3 separate regions of the Drosophila melanogaster genome follow, and regions 1 and 2 are each linked to region 3. The links are chromatin contacts, called in public HiChIP or PLAC-seq maps. All regions are on one chromosome and are shown on one strand. Each heading gives the region's core, a stretch centred on a gene start, on an enhancer-like site or on the middle of the called end of the contact. The rest is flanking DNA. Distances are from core to core; before and after follow the strand shown. Region 1 overlaps larp (La related protein). Region 2 holds the start of CG43124. Region 3 holds the start of betaTub97EF (beta-Tubulin at 97EF).

What was found. HiChIP or PLAC-seq counts read pairs in DNA pulled down with a chosen protein or histone mark.
Region 1: a contact with region 3 is called in an H3K27ac HiChIP or PLAC-seq map of the Kc167 cell line, with 6 times the contacts expected there. The contact joins the enhancer-like site here to the promoter of betaTub97EF in region 3. A contact is called at or near these places in 1 of 1 datasets of contacts at CTCF or cohesin (the Kc167 cell line), 5 of 107 Hi-C or Micro-C datasets (the Clone 8 cell line, the Kc167 cell line, embryo and 2 more) and 2 of 6 datasets of contacts at active chromatin or transcription factors (both in the Kc167 cell line).
Region 2: a contact with region 3 is called in an H3K27ac HiChIP or PLAC-seq map of the Kc167 cell line, with 6 times the contacts expected there. The contact joins the promoter of CG43124 here to the promoter of betaTub97EF in region 3. A contact is called at or near these places in 5 of 107 Hi-C or Micro-C datasets (the Clone 8 cell line, the Kc167 cell line, the S2 cell line and 2 more) and 1 of 6 datasets of contacts at active chromatin or transcription factors (the Kc167 cell line).

The regions. Positions count from the first base shown.
Region 1 is chr3R:28,319,475-28,322,174 of dm6, reverse strand. larp (La related protein) reads left to right here. Exons shown (of 7, transcript NM_170365.4): 6 at 1-802; 7 at 896-2,700. The coding sequence ends at 1,593. Among named protein-coding and RNA genes, the nearest start is that of larp, 16 kb to the left of the region's middle. Within about 2 kb of position 1,299, at least 8 of the 39 cell types and tissues checked have an H3K27ac peak or open chromatin away from gene starts, as enhancers often do. A contact at or near this core is called in the Kc167 cell line, where this site is marked.
Region 2 is chr3R:28,263,422-28,266,121 of dm6, reverse strand. CG43124 reads left to right here and starts at 1,349. Exons shown (of 3, transcript NM_001260416.2): 1 at 1,349-1,561; 2 at 1,622-1,667; 3 at 1,727-2,251. The coding sequence starts at 1,378. The coding sequence ends at 2,234. CG43125 reads left to right here and starts at 2,500. Exons shown (of 3, transcript NM_001260415.1): 1 at 2,500-2,677. The coding sequence starts at 2,500.
Region 3 is chr3R:27,986,948-27,989,647 of dm6, reverse strand. It overlaps betaTub97EF (beta-Tubulin at 97EF), which reads left to right and starts at 1,264. Exons shown (of 7, transcript NM_143349.2): 1 at 1,264-1,549. The coding sequence starts at 1,493.

The DNA of each region.
Region 1 (2,700 bases), core at 50-2,549, 330 kb before region 3:
CTGGTTAACTACGAAGAGGATCTGTGGACCACCACCAATGTGGTTGCCGATTACAAGACTGTCAATGTGATTTCCCAGGCAGACTTCGAAAAACTGGCTGGTGGTCGAAACAAATCGGTGTTGCCGCCGCAGGTGGTGCCACCACCGCCACCATTTGAGGAAGATCTGGATGAAACCCTGGTGGGTGACACCACTCTCAACTCCACGCTGAACAACACTCTCAAGTCCCGACGTGCCCGCTTCTATGCTGCTCCCAACTCGCACTCGATTGATCCCCGAACGCCAAGAAAGAGGAAACTCCGTCACACCGCCAATCCTCCAGTGGAGGCCCACGTCGGTTGGCTGCTTGACACTGTGGAGCATCGTCCTCGCACCACCTCGATGGGTTCCTCGGCGGGCACATCGCCTACCGCCTCGTCGTACGGATCGTTCGGATCGTCGGTGCCACAGTCGCTGCCCGTATTCCAGCATCCATCACATGCTCTTCTCAAGGAGAACAACTTCACCCAACAGGCCTACCACAAGTACCATTCGCGCTGCCTCAAGGAGCGCCGGCGCTTGGGCTACGGTCAGTCGCAGGAGATGAACACCCTGTACCGCTTCTGGTCGTTCTTCCTGCGCGAGAACTTCAACAAGAGCATGTACAACGAGTTCCGATCGTTGGCGCTGGAGGATGCCGGCAATGGTTTCCGCTACGGTCTTGAATGCCTCTTCCGGTTCTTCTCGTACGGCTTGGAGAAGAAGTTCAGACCGAATATCTATCAGGATTTCCAGGACGAGACGATTGCCGATTATGAAACAGGTAAGAATTTGTTGTGCAAATATAAAAATTATTATAACTTCTTACAACATTCATTATTAAACATTCATTACTAATATTAAACATTTTCTTCAGGTCAACTGTACGGCCTCGAGAAGTTCTGGGCCTTCCTGAAATACTACAAGAATGGTGAGAAGTTGGAGGTGCAGCCCAAGCTGGCCGAGTACCTGAAGAGCTTCAAGAACATTGAGGACTTCCGCGTGGTGGAGCCGGAGATCAACGAGATGCTGCAAGGAGTGGGCAGCCTGAATCCAGGCCGCCAGCTCAATCGCCACCGCAGTGTGTCGGAGAGCGATGGCACAGCTGTAATTGCGGCCGGCGGTCGTCGCCTCAACACGACCATCACCAACCGCAGCGACTACGTGGGCAGGTTGCTGCAGCAACAGCACCAACAACAGCAGCAGCAGCAGCATCACCAGTATCAGCAGGGATACGGCGGCTACAATCAGCAGCAAAACCGCAGGCGCACAGGCTCCTTCGGCAGCACCACAGTGCGCATTCGCAGCGGCTCCCTGGGCAACAAGCCGCAGGTGGCCAATCGCAATCAGGGATCGCAGCACGAGTTGCGACGCGGCGGCAGCAATTCTGGCCTGGCGCCACACAAGCGACAGCAGCAACAGAAGCCGAAGCCAGGAGCAGGATCACAGACAGGCTCAACACGTGCCACCACATCAGCGGCAGCTACAGCAACAACAGCCGCATCAGCAGCAACATCAACAGCAGCGACGCCAGCGGTAACGGTATCTTCGGGGTCATCGTCGTCGAAGAAGTAGTTACACGATAATGCAGAGACACTTTTTGGATTAGGCTTAAGTTAATATCTACCGCTTAGTTTTCAGGGGGCACTCGCATTTGATGGCTCCACACTCTTTTGTTTATTCATTCTTATTATTCTTTTGTAGTATTCGAGTCAAACGTAAAGTGGGAAGAGTTGTTAGCGTTTAGCATAATTAAGTGAAATTTTTGAAATTTGTTTATTGCAATTTGCCTAGCGCTCGTTGGTTTAGTAGTTACGATTCCAAATGTTTGTTTCTCGCATACCCTCGACAAAAAACTAAAACAATGGTTGCTTACAAAATGCTCAATGCTCACACAAAACACACACACACACATACCAATTACACACAGCGGGGTCTGTCTGCTTTGTACCAGTGCCAACCAGCCATGATCTTGGAAAATAACGAAACGATTGCCCTTATTTTTTTTTTTTGTTCTGTTAATTATTCTCCTTATTTTTTATGCGATGCAAAAATCAAGGCAAAGATTTTCCTACTTAGAGCAGCGTTAATAGTTGACGTAATGCCATGAACTGTTGTACTATACGATTAAAGTTAAAGCTAATAACCATAACAATAACGATAACGATATAACCTATGCAAATATTACCTAACGAAAACTGAAAACCAATCAATCGAAATTGATACGCAAGCAACAACAAAAACCAAATGATCTTAATGCAAATAAATTTTGTAAATTACGAAAGAACATATATATATATATATATATATATATAAACATATATAACTTTATATGCAAAGGTACACTGAAGCCATGAAAACGCGTACATAAGAATATGATTACTAACTATAATTATGATTATTTTTTGTGTGTGTGACCTTAGCGCAAATGTAAAATGTATTTGTTTAAGAGGCAGCGAGATCTTGTAATCCTTAAACCCAATTGAGGCAAGCGGGACTCAAGTGCCAGCGAATTTTAGTTATTTAAGCATTTACCACAAGCCAGTCCAGCGCAATCGCAATCGCCAGCGGAGTAGGAATAGGAATCCGACTTGGACTCGGGTCCACCATTATCACACTGCACTCTCCCCAGTCTATATCAATCCAATCTATCGAATTGGTTAAACCCGAAAACCTCAGTAC
Region 2 (2,700 bases), core at 100-2,599, 280 kb before region 3:
AGCAAAAAAAAAAAAAATGGGAAAAGCACAAAAATGGAAAATAGAGAAAAGAATTCAACTAGAACGAGGCGAATTTGGTACCCTCATCGCCAGTTGCAATAAATCTGCTGGGGCAGTCATAAATATTGATTTCGAAATTGTCCCTTTGCATGATGCTTGCATGTGTGGTGTGTGTGGGTGTGCGAGTGTGTGTGACTGTGAGTTCGATGTAGCCACGCCCCCTTCGACCCACTTCACTTAGATTTGTCGCTCATATTAGCTGCAGAAATGAAAATCGTTTTCCAATCGTATTCTTGTCGTTTACCTTTTCCTCTTACCGTCGCCGCCTCCACATTTCCCATTTTCCCATTGTTCCATTCAAGTGTAATTTGCAGTTGCTTTGCTTGTCGTTGTTATTCTTTTGCTGACAAACGCTCTTTTTCCATACTCTATTTAACTGAAAGTACTGTGTCCTAGAAACTAGCTTTTAAAATAAGATGTCGACTCTTAAAATCTTGCATCAAGCATTTTGCTTTTTGAGTGGCTTGTCATATGTCATAAAGTGATTATAATGACAATCTTATATATACCTTTGTATTCTTTTCTATTCTAATGCCACACGAAAAAGCTCTTTTTTCTTTAATTAATATGTAAGCATCAGTATAATATTAAAATAATAAATGGTATTTATCATTCAGATTTGTCATCTGCGGTTTTCCAATTAAATCAGTTCAAACAGAGCATTTGGCAGTCGAAGTTTGCCTAAGTTGCCGACCTTCTCGAGTGTTGAACTCAATATTTTCAATATGATGGCAATCGGGTTTTGAGTTTGATGCTTTCGTCATTGACCGTCGATGGTTTCCATGGATTCATCTTAGGTCGCCCATCTTAAACCATTGTTGTTGCTTTTGGTTGTTTCTGCCACTGCCGTTTCGCAGAAAAGTTTCGAATTTATGATCCGTCACTGACTTTAGAATTATGGCCAATGCTTACTGGCAGGTGGTTTGCCAGGGAAACTGGGAAAGGGGAGCGGTAGGGGAGAATGGGCAGGATATCGAAGGGACGACACATATGCTGGACCCTGACTGAAATTGAAATTAAAGTCATAATTCATAGCGGACGCGCTGCCTTCAGCGTTCAATTTTGATTCTTGTATGAGACACACGAAGAGAATTCTCCACCGAGTATATACGATAGGGAGTGCATGTGAAAAGTGTAAGCTGATAAGACTTCAGCGAATCAAAAATATGTATACAAATTTAATTACCACAAACACACAAAATGACTAAGCTCCTGCTAAGATTCGTGATAAGCGTCGTTTTAAACACCATATAAAAATAGTACTCAGCTTGCGATTTCAAAATCAGTTGGCAGGCAGTTGAATTGCCGCATGGAACGATGAACACAGCAAGATGGATAGTACTGTGTATCGTTTTGATGTTTTACCAGGGATCTGCCCAGACTCTGGAGGAGGATTGCGTAGACCACATGGAGCGGATTAATGGATCAAGCTATGCTCCCTGGCTGGCTGAAATTCTATCGGATTCTAAAGTAATTTGCGCTGGAGCACTCATAAATAATCGTTAGTATAACACGCGATATGCTTCATCAGACACAAAATAATCAATATATTGTTTCTCAGTTTATGTTCTAACAGCTGCGAGTTGTTTTAAAGAGAATGAAAAACTGTAAGTCCTGTTAAGTTAAAAAAACACCAGAAAAAATATTATCTGCCTTTTTTAAATAGAACTGTTCGCTTGGGCAGTGGCTATTTTGATAAAAGCTACGAAAATTTCCGAGTAACAAAGGCTTACTTTTGGATGACACATTTCCCGGCCAACAATACGAATAATTTGTGTATCTTTCGGTTGCAAACGGAAGTGGAATTTAAGACCCACATTCGACCGATGTGTATCACAAAAAGTCCTAAAAGCCTTGGATTGGCGACCACTTTTGAAATTATCAATGAAAAGCCCAAAATGTGGTACTTTTGTAAAAACATAAAAGGTTTATTCTGTAAATATGTTTTCGGAGAAAATGAAGAAAAATGGCAGTCCAAACCCACTGGAAGTCCTTGGACTGAAACAATCTCAAACGGTCCTTTCAAGGGACTTGTACGATATGGAATCCTGAGCTATCGTGATAACAAAACCTATGATGAGGTTTATATAAATGTTATGTCTCATATTAACTGGATAGCTCAAATCTCGTTAGAGATTGATATAAGTACTCCAGTCAAGAAAAAAGAATATTAAATATTTAATGGAACAGTACTGAGCATTTTTAATTGGTTCCTATTCAACCTAAGCTCGCTATGAAACGGAAATATGAAATAAGAAATTCTCTTTAAGTACTGTCTCATATTTATGCATAAATTATTTGTTGTAGATTTAATCTTTCAGTTAATTAAACGTTCTGATCGCTCATAAGAACAAACATAAAAGCGAAATGGGTAGCGCCAGCTCAATTGAAGATTGCTTTTAATCGCTATTATTTGGAAGTATATTTTAGTTTAAGACAATGAGTGCGACACTCCGGTTGGCGGTATTTGCTCTGCTGCTGTTTTACCAGGGATCAGCATTATTTTTAGAGCAGAATTGCGGGAAAAGTTCTGTATTTAGTCCCGCTCCATGGCTGGTCAAAATTCGACCAGAACTAAGTTCGAATATTACGTGTACTGGCACGCTTATCAACGAACGTAGGTGTTAAAATACAATTTTA
Region 3 (2,700 bases), core at 15-2,514:
CCATTTCAGCAGCGTTTTTTATTGTCAATCTCATGAAGCTGATAACCTAGATGTCTAAAATGACTAACTAAACCGCTTCCAATTATTCATGTAGATAAGTTTGGTTTGTTCAAGCTACGATTCTATGATTTACAAGGTTGTAATTGGAAAACAAAAATATACTGATTAAATAGCATATAATAAAATATATGTTCAATACTCAAACAACTAACTTTATATATTTCAATTACATTTTTACATTTGGCTACATTTCAATCTTGTACGTCCATGTACAATTCTACAAATCTGATTGAAGAATGCAGTTGTAGAATGTAGAATGTGGCGCTCTTTGCACCTTAGACTCACGTGCTGTTACCTCATTCTTCGACTCTCTTCTTTCTCTCCCCTCTCTCTATCTTTTCCCTAAGAATTCTCACCAGCTCAGCGAAGCGTAAGATGGGAGAGAAAGAATTGCATTGTTGGCGCCTAGCCGGTAAAAATCATACGATAAAGGGGAAAAGTCGGGAAAAGCGGGAAGACAAACACGCTGCTATGGAAAATATCTTGTTTTGTCCCACAGTTTCACTTAAACTAATGTATTTACGACCTCTGCTCTTCGCGCTCTCTGCACTTCGAGAAATCAGGGAAGATATTGCCGCAATTTTGGATAGTGATTCAAATAAATATACTCACTAATGAAGAGGAACTTAGCATGAATAAATGGTTCGGGTATTCATAGGTTTTCGAATGAAATTTGTTTTTATTGTTCATCATTTAAGAGGCATTGTTTTAAACATAACCAACGTTCTAATTAATAATCTTTATCTAAAGTATTGATGTAATTTGGGTCATGTATTAATGAAATGTTCCACCTGTAAAAAAAAAATAATAACCTGTTTAATAAAATAAACCTGTTTTATAGGGACTCTAAAAATGTATATACAGCTGTGCCCAAGATAACAGCAGCACGTTATTACAACTATAATATTTATAATTTTTAAGAGTAACAAAAGTTTCTTTGTAAAAACTTTTGTATTTTTAGAACTCTGATCTCTGATCATCTGTTTGATATGAAAAATTGTTATACTAAATTCAATACATCACCAAAACTATCTACAATATATTAATCTAAGATTGCAAACCATAATTTTATCATTTCTTATCATGCCAATTTGTAAAGGCATTTTTTTATAAATATTTTTCCGAGTGGAAAACTAATGCGGCCCCCTTTAACCGTAGAGCACAAATTCCCCAGCGGGTCGCGTTCGGTTTCTCGCCATTCATTCAGTTCACGTTGGATTCTCAAAGCGAACGCGTGTCGATCGTTCTGCTCACGAAAAGCTCTCCTCCGACTCTTCACCGGATTCAACCGAATGCGTGACCGATTGTGACTCAGATTCGGATTCAGATTCAGATTGATATAGTGGCTGATAATTGCTGATAGTGCGTGTGTGCGTCAGTGTGTTCAATTGAGTTAAGTTTGGCTGCCAAAAGTTACTAGTTCATTTGCGAAATGAGGGAAATTGTGCATCTGCAGGCGGGCCAGTGCGGCAATCAGATCGGTTCGAAGGTGCGTATAATTGATATTCCATCGGTGTTCGCATCACAGACCTTTGCTCTATTTTATAGCTACTTTTCGCTACTATCCTAACCTCACATGTTTAATTATAAAACAGGGGGAAATGAAGAAAGAGCGCTCTTTGCCTCTCTCACTGCGACTTTCTCTCTCTCTCTCTCTCTCTTGGCTTTTCACGTTTTGTTTTTAGTGGCCAGCAATTAAAATGGGTGGGGGGTTGGTGGGGGGTGGCATAGATTATTTTGCCAGTTCGGGAAACTATAAAACTGCAAAACATTGAAGAAACCTAACGTACTTGGCACTTATCTTATCGCTCGCAAGATACGAATATCAGCAACCTTAAAGTATCGCATTTAAATTACCTTGGACTCGCAGCATATCGCAGTGAATTAAACCCAGAAATCCGCTCGCAAACTAAGCAAAATCACCTCAGTCAGGTGTAAACAATTAGATCGCCGCTCAGTTGAGAGCTTGTGATCAGCCGGCTATGCAAATCTGCACAGCAAGAAAAAAAGTAGTACCTTTAAAAAGATAAATAAACTTTATATGATTATTTAATCGTTATAAAGTAGTTTCCATTTAAACACAATTATGATTTAAAATTGAATTACAGATCCTTTTTATTCATTTGTTATTATAGAATAGAAGTTGATATTTTTTTTTCAGTGTACCTGGAGGTTTCTCGTTTCAAGAAATCCGATCTGTGAACCAAGTATTTTTGGCGGGAACTCAGAGTAAAATGCGGCAGCTTAGTGCCCTGTTAGTAGCATTTTGAAACTGGCTCGAAGGTTTCTCAGAAACTTCCGTCTTTTGGACAATTAACACAACTAACTGGTTCTGTAAACTAGTACTTTTCACAGGCTTTTATGATGTTTGCCCTCGCACAGTTGGCTGATCTTACTGTCATAAAGAACTCGTCGAAGGTTTCGTGGGTACTTCTAATTACGACAGAGGGGCTTGTAAATAATGTATCTGTATCTTGAACCGATATATGTATCTGATTCATGGCTGACTGTGACAAAGTGGCGGGCTTATGTGTGCGCTGCTTTCACTATCGGCGGCCTCTAATCAGTGGGCTTGTTTACACAACTTTAAACATAAATACCCGAAAAGTAAGAACTGATATGGGTTGCGCCGAAAATAGC